2 separate regions of the Cyprinus carpio genome follow, and region 1 is linked to region 2. The links are chromatin contacts, called in public Hi-C maps. All regions are on one chromosome and are shown on one strand. The core of a region is the stretch at or near the end of the contact, and the rest is flanking DNA. Distances in the headings are between cores, read along the strand shown. Region 1 holds the start of LOC109076241 (xyloside xylosyltransferase 1-like). Region 2 overlaps LOC109098738 (6-phosphofructo-2-kinase/fructose-2,6-bisphosphatase 4-like).

Evidence for each region. Hi-C and Micro-C count contacts between places; a contact is called where the count stands out from the background.
Region 1: a Hi-C map of skeletal muscle shows a contact between it and region 2, with 3 times the contacts expected there. The contact joins the promoter of LOC109076241 here to the enhancer-like site in region 2. A contact is called at or near these places in 4 of 8 Hi-C or Micro-C datasets (liver, red blood cells and skeletal muscle).

What each region holds. Positions count from the first base shown.
Region 1 is chrB11:10,852,026-10,857,803 of ASM1834038v1, forward strand. It overlaps LOC109076241 (xyloside xylosyltransferase 1-like), which reads left to right and starts at 1,852. Exons shown (of 5, transcript XM_019091986.2): 1 at 1,852-2,046; 2 at 2,401-2,966. The coding sequence starts at 2,481. LOC109098872 (phosphatidylinositol 4,5-bisphosphate 3-kinase catalytic subunit alpha isoform) reads left to right here. Exons shown (of 21, transcript XM_042733893.1): 21 at 1-1,332.
Region 2 is chrB11:10,811,947-10,817,472 of ASM1834038v1, forward strand. LOC109098738 (6-phosphofructo-2-kinase/fructose-2,6-bisphosphatase 4-like) reads left to right here. Exons shown (of 14, transcript XM_042733890.1): 14 at 2,537-3,763. The coding sequence ends at 2,596. Among protein-coding and RNA genes, the nearest start is that of LOC109098738, 11 kb to the left of the region's middle. Within about 2 kb of position 4,200, at least 3 of the 8 cell types and tissues checked have an H3K27ac peak or open chromatin away from gene starts, as enhancers often do. A contact at or near this core is called in skeletal muscle, where this site is marked.

The DNA.
Region 1 (5,778 bases), core at 602-3,101, 38 kb after region 2:
TTTCTACTGTTTTTAAGTTTAAAATGGTGTCCGGAGTACTTACTAATGTAGTATTCCACATTTATGCATTTCTTTTTGTTTTTTTGTAACCGTTGTAACTATTATATGCAGTAAACAAATGAACAGATATACACTTGGTTTCAGACTTATGTATGCAGGTGGTTCTTGCACTTTGTATTCCTCCATACTTTGTTCTTTCTCTCTTTGCCTTCAGTCCTGAGGGACGCTTAAGTCTCCTGCATGTGTTTTTAACCCTACGTGCTCATTTACTGCCTAAAACTAAGATCAGCTACGTTAGAGCTTAGTCATGGCAAGCAGCCTTATGTTAGCTCTCTTAAAGCCATTTAATGCATGGTGTTTTTGTCTGTACAGGTTACAGATCTACTTGGGCTGGACCCGCTAAAAAGCCCATTCACAAACGTCTAATCTAATCAGTAGCTTTCTAATTTACTTTTTAATCATTTAAATAACTTGCAAACAAACTATTGAGATGCAGGAATTCTGGAGTCTTTTGTATGACAAAGGAAAATGAGAAAAAAAGGAGTTAAACGACAAAATGTTTAATAAGTTGCATTTGTTGTACTTGAAAATCATCGCTCGGAACCGTCTTTGTGTGTCGACTACAAAGCCGTCAATGTTACATAGCACTGAAGGTTTACTTGCATAGGCAATTTCATACCGATTGTGAATGTTTCAATGGTTTGGTCTGGAGTCTCTCTACAGTTAGAAACTCTACTACACCAATAAAAAGAGAGAAAAATGACCATTTAAATTCAAAGAAAAATAAAGTATAAATTTGTTTGCTATTATGTGAAGTCTAAAAGATGGAGGATATATAAAAAAATATATATTTAAAGGAAGGTCAAAGCAATTCTTTTGTTGTTTTTAAAATGCTTTGAGTGGTTACATTTCTCTCTCTGTATTGCTGTTGCATTTTACTCATTTATGTGTTGAATTATGATGTCATAAAGATAGTTTTCTTTACTATCACTATTATAAAATTATATATAGCAGGCCAAATACTTTATTTACCTCTTTACTTCCTTGCATGAGATTAAAAAAAGGAAAAAAAAAATGGAAAAAAAAGAGAAGTTAAAAAAAGTTGCCCTAGTATTTTTTTTTTTTTTTTTTTTTTTGTAAGATCTAAAGGATTTTTCGGCCTACAACTGCACCCATCACATCTATAAACTGCCATCAGTTACAAAGCCTCATGTTCATTTCTATTCAATTTCATTGTGCACCTCAGTTCAAAAGTAGCTTTGTATCCAGTCTGTCTTCAATATTTTGAGTGTTATGTGACTATGTACAAATAAACGTATTTCACGAAAATGATCATGAATCTGACTAATTATATTCATGTTCATGTATGTGAATGACTTTGTCAACTAGGAAAGTTTGAGACAAGCTTGATGTACACTTGACAAATCCTTGCCTAGAAGTAAAAAAGCTGATTGTGACAATGAAACAACAGGCCAGACAAAGATTTAGTTTGATCTGTCACATTTAACTTCTAAGTAACTGATTAGTTGCATAGAAATATGTATTAAGAATCTTTTATAAATATTTGTAGTATTTAACTTCTAAGTAACTGATTAGTTGCATAGAAATATGTATTAAGAATCTTTTATAAATAGGAATATTAGGAATATGTTATATATTTGTGTGTATAAAATGTTTTACTTTTCATCAAAAATGCAAAACATTTAAATTTGATGAACAAAACAACATAAAAAATACACTTGTCTATTCTCGTTTTGAAAAAAAAAAGCCTTTCTTATTTGATCCATGGCACACTTTTAAACAGAAATTAAAAATGTTTTATATAACTTACCACGTGATTGCGAGTCTTTTATTATGAACTGGTGAACTTCCGGTGATGTAAGACGCGCAAGTGTTTTGATGTCTCGTGTATGCACATGTCTTCTGTCTTTACAAATTCATTATTTCCCTTCATTCTTTGGTGATTCGCTGCTACACAGTTTGCAGTCAGCAGAAGTGAAGGAGTCTGATGTTGTCGCGCGCTGCTGAATGCGTCACGTGACGGCGGTAAGTACAATCATGTGCAGTAACATGGCATCCTGCAGCAAGATTAATGCATATACAGTACATGGATATGCATACTTAAAGACCCTCTCTGATGACATGCATTGGAGCTGACACCTTTGAAGGTTTATTGTTAGAAGTTATTTTTATAATGGACTGTTCACCAAAAATAATCTTCTTTCGGACTGACGAAAATGCACCATAAAATTATAACATTTCGCTATAAGTCATATGACAGATTTGTGTAATAAAGAGTCCTTATCCTCTTTGCTGCACCTCTCAAAACAAATATAATGCCATTAGATTGATCTTTGTCAAATGCCACTGATTAATTCCTGTTTCTTGCACTCTTGCAAGGTGTGATTGGAGGTTAAGAACTGTCAACAAGAAGAAAGAAAGTGCATCCTGCCCTGTTTTGTGCATGTAGAAGAGGATCCATGGGTGTCCTGCGGGTGCTGTCGGTCACCATGGGAAGGATCAGCACTTTTAGGTCCTATCAGATCGTGTTGCTCTTTGCTGCAGCCCTGGCAGTGGTGGCCTTCTACTACTTCGGCTCTGAAAAGCAGAACTTCTCCAGCACCACAAAACGGATCAAGGAAACACAAGCGAGCCACAACACCAATCGCGATGATGCAGATCTCTCCGTAGACATCCGGGCTGGACGTCCAGAAATCAGAATGGGAGCTGGAGATGAGCTGGAGGGAAAGCCGTCACGCTTTCACGCTCTCATGATGTTCACCAAAGTTGACAAGAGCGTGAACTTGCAGCAGAAGTTTCAGGTGGCCATGCGCTCCGTGGCCAAACATGGCCGGTTCCTGGAGGATGAGGTGCTGGTTCTCCATTACGTCTCTGATGCAGGTAGTCAGGAGCTGGGGGAGAAGATGCTTCTTGAACTTCTGCTGGATGCAACCTTCCGGTACGAGGTATGTTCAGCAAACCTTCATGTTTTGCAATGTGTGCTCATGTTGGATGATGCAGCTCCGGCTTCCTTTTAGTTTATATCATGTTTTGATGTTTTTACAGTAATTTTTCTTATAGTTATTTGGAGTAGTTGTAGTAGTACTTGGGTCAAAGATGAAAAGGGTGTTTCAAGCATCAAAAAAATAAATGTGCGATACAGCTTTAAATTTAGTTTTTTTCCCATACATTAGAATGTGTCCTGTTTAACGTTTATATTTTTCTGAACAAAACATAACAACTACCATGCATTTTTTTTTACCATGATTTAGAGAAGACACTCACTAAAATGTCATTCAGTGTAATAATATTTAAATACCAAAAAATCTTGTTAGGCATCTTTTAAAGATGGATCGTTTGATGACATATTAAAAGACTAGATTTTAGCATCACAGTGCAGCCCTCAAATACAAATTAACCTTTCATTTTAAATCTTTATAGTTTACTAAACGTGCTTTAAACCACTAGGTTTTTCCTATTTGTCAGCAAGACGTTTTTGGGGGGAAGTGAATGTCATTTAAAATATAATAAAATATAGTATGATCACACAATCTTTTTTGTATTTTAATAAGTTCAAATCACAATAAGTATATTGTTTAATTTTTACATAAATATATCTGTTAGCGATAGATAGAATCTCTTTTATATCGTTGGATTTATTTTTAATTTAAATTTTTTACAGCTGATAAATGATAAAAGCACTGACAGCCAATCAGAATCCATTCCACTTTAAAGAGCTGGAGCATTTAAAGCAGCAGAAGATAAACCTATTTTTATTTATATAAAATATCTAAAATTATATATAAAAGATTTAAATTAAAAATAAATATATATTACATGAATAGACATTTATTATTATTATTATTACAATATAATATTGTAATGTTATGTATTTAATACATATTATTTTATATTGTATTAGATCTTTAAGCTTAAGTTGCCAATAAGATTTTTGGTTTGTAACATTTAATTGGAATTTCTTGAGAGTTTTCTTGTTTAATGCATGAAGGCATTTTCTGCTTTTTGTAAGCACAGCAGGAGGCAGTGCAGGACAGCTGAAATCAGACAGTTGCTTTGCACACATCATCTACAGGACTAGAGGTCATGACGCAGATGTTTCCTTTACATCAGCTCACAGAATAACAACACACAGCTCTCATCCAGCAGAGCTCCCTCAGGACCGCTCAAACACTGTATACCAGATATTTTAGTCCAAAAAAACAGCTAGAGTCATTCTGTGAACACACGAAAATTATAACATCAAGGTCATGTCTTTATTTGTGTGGATAGAAACTTGAAATAAGCATAATTTACCAATTAAAAGTCATTGTAAATGTTATTTATGCTCCCAATAGTACAAAGTGAAGTATTTCCACTGAAGGCTGTCCTTGGCTGTGTGTCGGTCACATGAGGGCAGTGTTACTCTTTCACAATAGGTTTTTGTGATTTCTCTTTGAGCTTCAGGATCTTTGGCCTGATCCTGCTGTAGAGGATTTGTCTTTAGTACCATTAAGTACCATTAAGTAAACTTATACTTATACCTAGTTCAGACAGACAGGTGGTCGGGTTGTCACCTGACTTTTGAGTTTCAGATTTTTTTTTTTTCTATATCTGATTTGATTGATCATGTACATGCAGCATGATGTCTCAGTATTGAGCAGACAGCAGTGTTTCCTGCCTAGCAACAGCATTGGTGGAGGCTGATCCTCTGTCCTGGACTTACGGATGGACAGAGGCTCAGTTTAGCAGGGATGCTGTGAGACCGAGGTTCAGATTACCTTCCTTTAATCCTGACTCTATTCAACACACACACGCACATACTTGCATTTGAGGTTTACAGGGACTCTCCATAGATGTAATGGTTTTTATACTGTACAAACTGTGTTTTCTATCACACTACACCTAAACCTACCCCTTACAGAAAACTACTGGCATTTTTTGAGTTTCATAAAACACCTTTTTGTATTTTTATTTAAAGCTTTTTATTTTACGGGGACACAGGAAGTGTTTACGCTGTAGTAGCCATGTCATTATACACACATATGGCATTATACACATTTGTGTCCTCATAAACCATATATAGCAGTACACAAACACACACACACAAGTAGAGTATTTGGCTTAATGCAACATCCGATAATCATCATCTCGACCCACCCCAACATGTGCTGTAACAATTTGATTAAAGCAGTTTTACACACACACACACACACACACACACACACACACACACACACACACACACACACACACACACACACACACACACACACACACACACACACACACAACAGCAGCCTGTTTCAGGTGAATAATACATTTTGATGATAATGATTGTTATTTAGGAGTCATTTTACTACTTGTAGAAAACATACGTGGGACTTTATATTACATAAACACATGGAATATATACATTTATTTGCATATTATGTTATATTATATTATAGCGCTATATAAAATACATTTTATAATCATAGTAGTAGTATTGTTATCATGTAGTTGGGTTGGCTTGTGGTTATTAGGGCAGACTGTCTTTATCTGGATATAGTCACGCTCTCCAAACTGAAGCACACAGACGTAGAGCGTGTGGAAAGTTCCACTATACTGTGGGCTCACAGGCTCCCACACAGTCTCATGACATGAGATGAAACCAGTGTGAGCTCATCAGACATGTGTTCTCAGGGAAGGATGACAGCTCCTTCAGCTGCTGCTGGGGGTCATTATGTGTCATTCTTTGAGGAACTGAATGAAGCGTGTGAAAGGTTGATTCGAAAGGCG
Region 2 (5,526 bases), core at 2,950-5,449:
CTGCCTGTTTTTGCTTAAGTTAAAGTGTGCAGTCAGTCTGTAGTTATGATTGAGAGCTCTTCTGTATGATAAAGTGATTAAGCTTAGAGTCTCCTGAGCCTCAGCTGTCACATGAAAGATGTAGTGTTGGGCCCATTGATGATTTTACCTACTAGCATTATTAGGATGTCCTGTAGCACCTCAGTTTACAATTCACGTTTTTTGGGGGGCTCACATCTTTTCGCTGTACTGATGCTTTTTCATTTTTCTTCCCCCTGTCCAGTGCTGAGTTACTTTATTATTACTGAGATACTATTTAGGTTTTATTAACAATTTGAATACACACACACACACACACACACACACACACACACACACACACACACACATATATATATATATATATATATATATATATATATATTAGTCTGTTAATAGTAATTTTTAGTAATTATGATGTGTGTATATATAATTACATAATTATCTAGTAATTTGATGTTTATTTTTGTCATTGTATATAAACATGTATATATTTAAAACTGATTATATATAATATGGATTACAAAAATCAGATTTCAGAAATTGATTATAGATTATGTTTCCAAATATGTTTGAATACATGATTACATATTATTCACACAATAATAATTAATATTTTTTGATTTCCCCTAAATAATCTTGTTTTTATTTTTTTTATTTTTTTATTTTATAAAATGTTTCATTTAAAATTTTAAAATAAAGATTTAATAATTATTAGCATTATTACCTTACAAACCCTCTGCAGTTTCTTCACAAACCACATTTTGGGAAAGCCTGATGTATTGTAATGTTTAAAATGGAAAAATATAATAGATTTTCTTTCTTTTTGTATTCTTATATCAATATAGTACAAGATTATCCTATTCAAGTTAACGTCATAAACAAGTTAGGTCAAAAGTAATCTAAAAGTAGTTTGATTATATTCTACAAAATGTGTAATGTTATTGATGTTTATGTTTCTAATTACAATTTATAAATAATCTACCCAGCACTGGTCCTGTCTAAGATGTGAGTCATAAGCAATAAGCAAAAACGCATTGGGGAACACTTTTTTTAAGGTGTCCTTGTTACATGTTACATGTTCTTACTATTATAATTACAATAAATTATGCATAAGTACATGCAAGTAACCCTAATCCTAACCCTAACCATATTTATAAGTACTGTACATGTAATTAATGAATATTACTCAGTACTTAAATGTATAATTACACTGTAACAGTGACATCTTGATACGCGTGTGAACCGATGCAGGTTTTTCACACTTCTGTTACATCGCCATCCCCTACTTACCTTATCTATTAATGTGTGACATCATTCCCTGTGTTTGCTTCAAACAGAACGTAGATGTGTCACGGCTGCCGGAAGAGGCTTTGTTAACAGTGCCAGATCATCACTGACAGTTCCTCACACACCATTATCCCATTCCCATTCCCCTTTCTTAGGAATGTAGACATTCTTTTATTCCTAAATGCATCTACTGTATTTCCTAAAATCAGGGGACATTTTTTACAGCCCAGTAAATGCATTTTGAATTACAACTCCGAAGTGAAGAACTCTGATTATGTACGGAATTAACTTTTTTTTTTTTAATGACGACGTGCCAATACTAAATTGCACTTTATCATAAATGCGCCGTGATGTTTTTCAGTTCCTGCTGCACATGAATGTAACTGCTGCTATGAAAACACCAGTCACTCCAGTAGCATGTGATATTTATTTATGTTGCACACAGTAATGCATATGTAAATTTGATAGGGTTTTGGCTGGTTAATTTGACATTATTCTTTAAAAGCAATGATTCATCACTTCATAGAACGTGTAGCATGTATATAACAATGGTCAAATTTTGATGAAGCAGAGCCTTGGAAAGAAATTTTAGGTAATTTTAGAATTTTGCGCACCAATTTATAGTAAACCTTGCAGGTTTTTTTTTTTTTTTTTAAACACTAAGGAATGTTATGATGTATAACTCTCTTCTTCTGGTAACTGAGGAGAAGGAAAAATCTCTACTGTAATGCCTATTTGTGATGCTAATAAAATGTATTTGTATAGTGAAATCCTGTCTCTCTTTACATTCACCCACAATGCAGTCCGTCACTGAAGAACAAAGACAGAACAGCTTGTAAAACATAACTGCACCACACTGCAAAATTTGCAAACCATAAAAGATGTAACATAAACATGACAGAAAAACAAGATGATATTACAGCCAGAAAGGGCAATAATGGGATTTATGTCAATGGACTTTGACCTGAAGTCAAAGGTCAGTATCAGGATGGAGATACAGAGCTGATCATATCACCTCACCTTTGGTCACATGACCTTTGACCTCCATGCTGATTTATTGTTTTACACGTGTGTGTGTGTGCGCGCTCTGTTTAAAACAAGTTTGCTAGTACCAGTTAAAAAAAAAAAAAAGCAGAAATTAGGTTATTTTTCAAGATCACAGGGTGTTGTTTTCTTTTAACAAACAGCAATATAATAGTTATCTGTTCATTTTCTGTTCTCTTCCTAGAATGTTAATGTACACCGCACTGCCGAGGACGCCCTGCAGACCGTCCCGCCTCACCTCTGACCCACAGTCTCTCTTCACTACACCAGTGTCTCTCATCCGAGCTCGGGTTTACATTACAAAAGGTCAGCCCTGCCTTCAGACGGACCCCCGGTCAAGTTCTGGTCTGTCATGTTAACCGGTTAATTAGCTGCTGTGAGATTTCTACTGGTTGTATATAATATATGGTTCCTCACTCCGTGTTTTAAAAGAGCCATAATCAGTTTACATGGCATGAGAGATACGTAGCCTGGAAGATTTTGTGTGCACTTACGGGGTTTGGGAAATATGCGTTTGGATGGATGTTAGTATCGCTCTTATATGTATATGCAATATACATATTTATGTCATTTCTACCTAAGGGATCTGCAGGTATGTTATTTTGCTGCTCCTCCAATAGTGCTCTCATGTAGTCAATTCTAAAAGATTATCTCTCTGTTATTTTGAGGGATGGATGACAAAATTTGTGTTTGTGTGCGTGTGTACATACAGATCAGAGAAAACACTCATTGTGTCAAAAAACTGTATTTAGGTTTTTTTTATGTTCTTTAAGAGTTTAGATATAAATATCAACCTGACATTTAAATGCAAACACTGATCATTAATTCAAGTGCTAGTTATTTGAAATCAACACTGACAGATATTCAGGCAGGTCTTTTTATATCATGTAAATTTTAACTGTGCAGAATATTCTGACTTTCCAACAGTGCTTTTAACTGCATGTTTCTGAGAAAATGAAGTGCTTGTGAGAGAAACATAAGCTGTTTGTTACATTAACAAATTTGGGAACAAGATAAAAGTCTCAGTATTTGTATTACCATTCATAAATTTCCATTTCTGTGTAAAGGTTAGAATGGATTATAAGAGTCTTCATAGGTTTATCTGGGTCTGTCCAGTGTTATCTGTAATGTCCTGTACACCATGACTGAATTGTTGCCTCAAACCATGTCCAAAGAGTGCTGTGATATATATATATATATATATATATACTGTGCATTTGAAACAGATCTTGACTATTTAAATGAGATTTTCTGGAGTATGACTAATAGTATTGTGATGAGCATTTTGGTGCCACAATAATAAATAAAGATATGTTTTGATGTAGTAGTGCATCGATAGTAAATAGTCACAGATTTTAATTCATTGAATAGACTCTCTGTGTAACCAAATCATTTTCATAAACATGTTGACATAACAAAGAGACAAATATCATACAGCTAAAGTATTATATGCATCGATAGAAATTATGTAAAGTTAAATTTAATTTTTTTTTTTATGTCTGTTTAAAATGAATTTTTTTTTTTATTTGTTTGTATTTCATCCTTGTTAAACCTTTTGTGATTTTAGCTATATGTTGTAATATTTTGTGTGGCGCTGCTACAGTAAAAGTATAGTGATTTTAATGAAGGTTTTGAATGATTCGGATTTTTTTTGCCATATATATTCCATCTCAAAGGATATTTTTGATCTAATACAATTCACAATTAATAAAAAAAATTATAAAAAAGCCTGAAATAATCACCACTGAGCTTTTGATTGTTTATTAAAAGGAAAACCTGGACTGGATCTGAAGAGAAGTAGTAATGGAACGCTTTGAGCGAGGAAGGAGGAATCTGTCGCTCCGCTCCACTCGTATTATGTACTCCAGTCCGGTTTTTCATCTACGCGTTGCTTGGTCACATTCATATTCAGGCTTGATGCTTTGCCTTCTTTGAAAATGGAAACTATTTTATTTGGCTGGCAAGAAACATGCGAACTCACTTATTTAGCCCGAAACAGTGCTGTGATAGTGAATATAATAGTGCCTAATGACAAAATCACAGCTGATATTGCTTAATTGTTTCCAGTTATAAATATTTAGACACCATCTTTTCCAACAATGTTTTATCCTTTATACTTTTAATAATTATACTGGGAAAATCCTCTCATCCCTCGCATACTCACGAAGTCACAGCAAAACACCGTGGCTCCTGAAAGAGACAAAATGCAGTTCAATTAAATATTGAGGCAGCGTTACTGATAAAGTACCACAAGATGGCGCTATTGCCTTGAAAAGTCGGTGTGTGTGTGTGTGTGTGTGTGTGTGTGTGTGTGTGTGTGTGTGTGTGTGTGTGTGTGAGTGAAAATAAGACCATAGTTATTGTTTTACAATGTCTGATTATGTTATTTTGCTACTTTTAAGAAATGCCGTTTCACAATTATATCTAAAAATTCATAAATCTATAATATATTTAATCAGAAGAGGCGCTTCAAAAAACAATTATTTGGATATCTTCTTATTTGACTAAAACCACAAACTAGTGAATTGCTTTGAGAGGCTTAACACCCAAGAGAAATATATGGGTGTCTTTGGGGTTGAGTTAGCAGGACAAAAACAAGTCACGCTCTTCATGAAGTGCCAAATGGTTTTGGCTCTGTGTTGAGCGGAAATATCTGTCCTCTTGCAGAGTGATACATTCCTGTCATTTCTCAGTGACTGCACTTCCTGTAAGCTGCTGTATGAGCGCATGTTTTCTTATTAAGACTGGTGTCATAAGAGATGGGTCCACAGTAAATTACTCTTTTGGCCTCGTGGTGTGTTTGTTTTGGTGTGTTTGAGATTTAGGAAGAGGGCCACAGTGTTAGAGGATCAGTAGTAGAGAAAAACAAACAAATAATAAATGTATTCAGTGTATTCAAATAGCCTAAATAATAATAAATAAAAATTAAATAAAATTAATACAGAACAATGGAGTGCCACGGGATCAGTGGAAATGTGATTAATTATTTTAATCTGATTAAAATAAATGAACAATAAAAATATATAAAAAAAAAACTTAAATGAAACTAAAATAGAGGGTCAGTGAAAATATTTAAAGAAAACAGTATAAAATATAAAATAAAAAAATAAATCATACAAATAAGATTAAAACAAATAAATAATACATTTAACACTACAGTACTATAGTAAATTT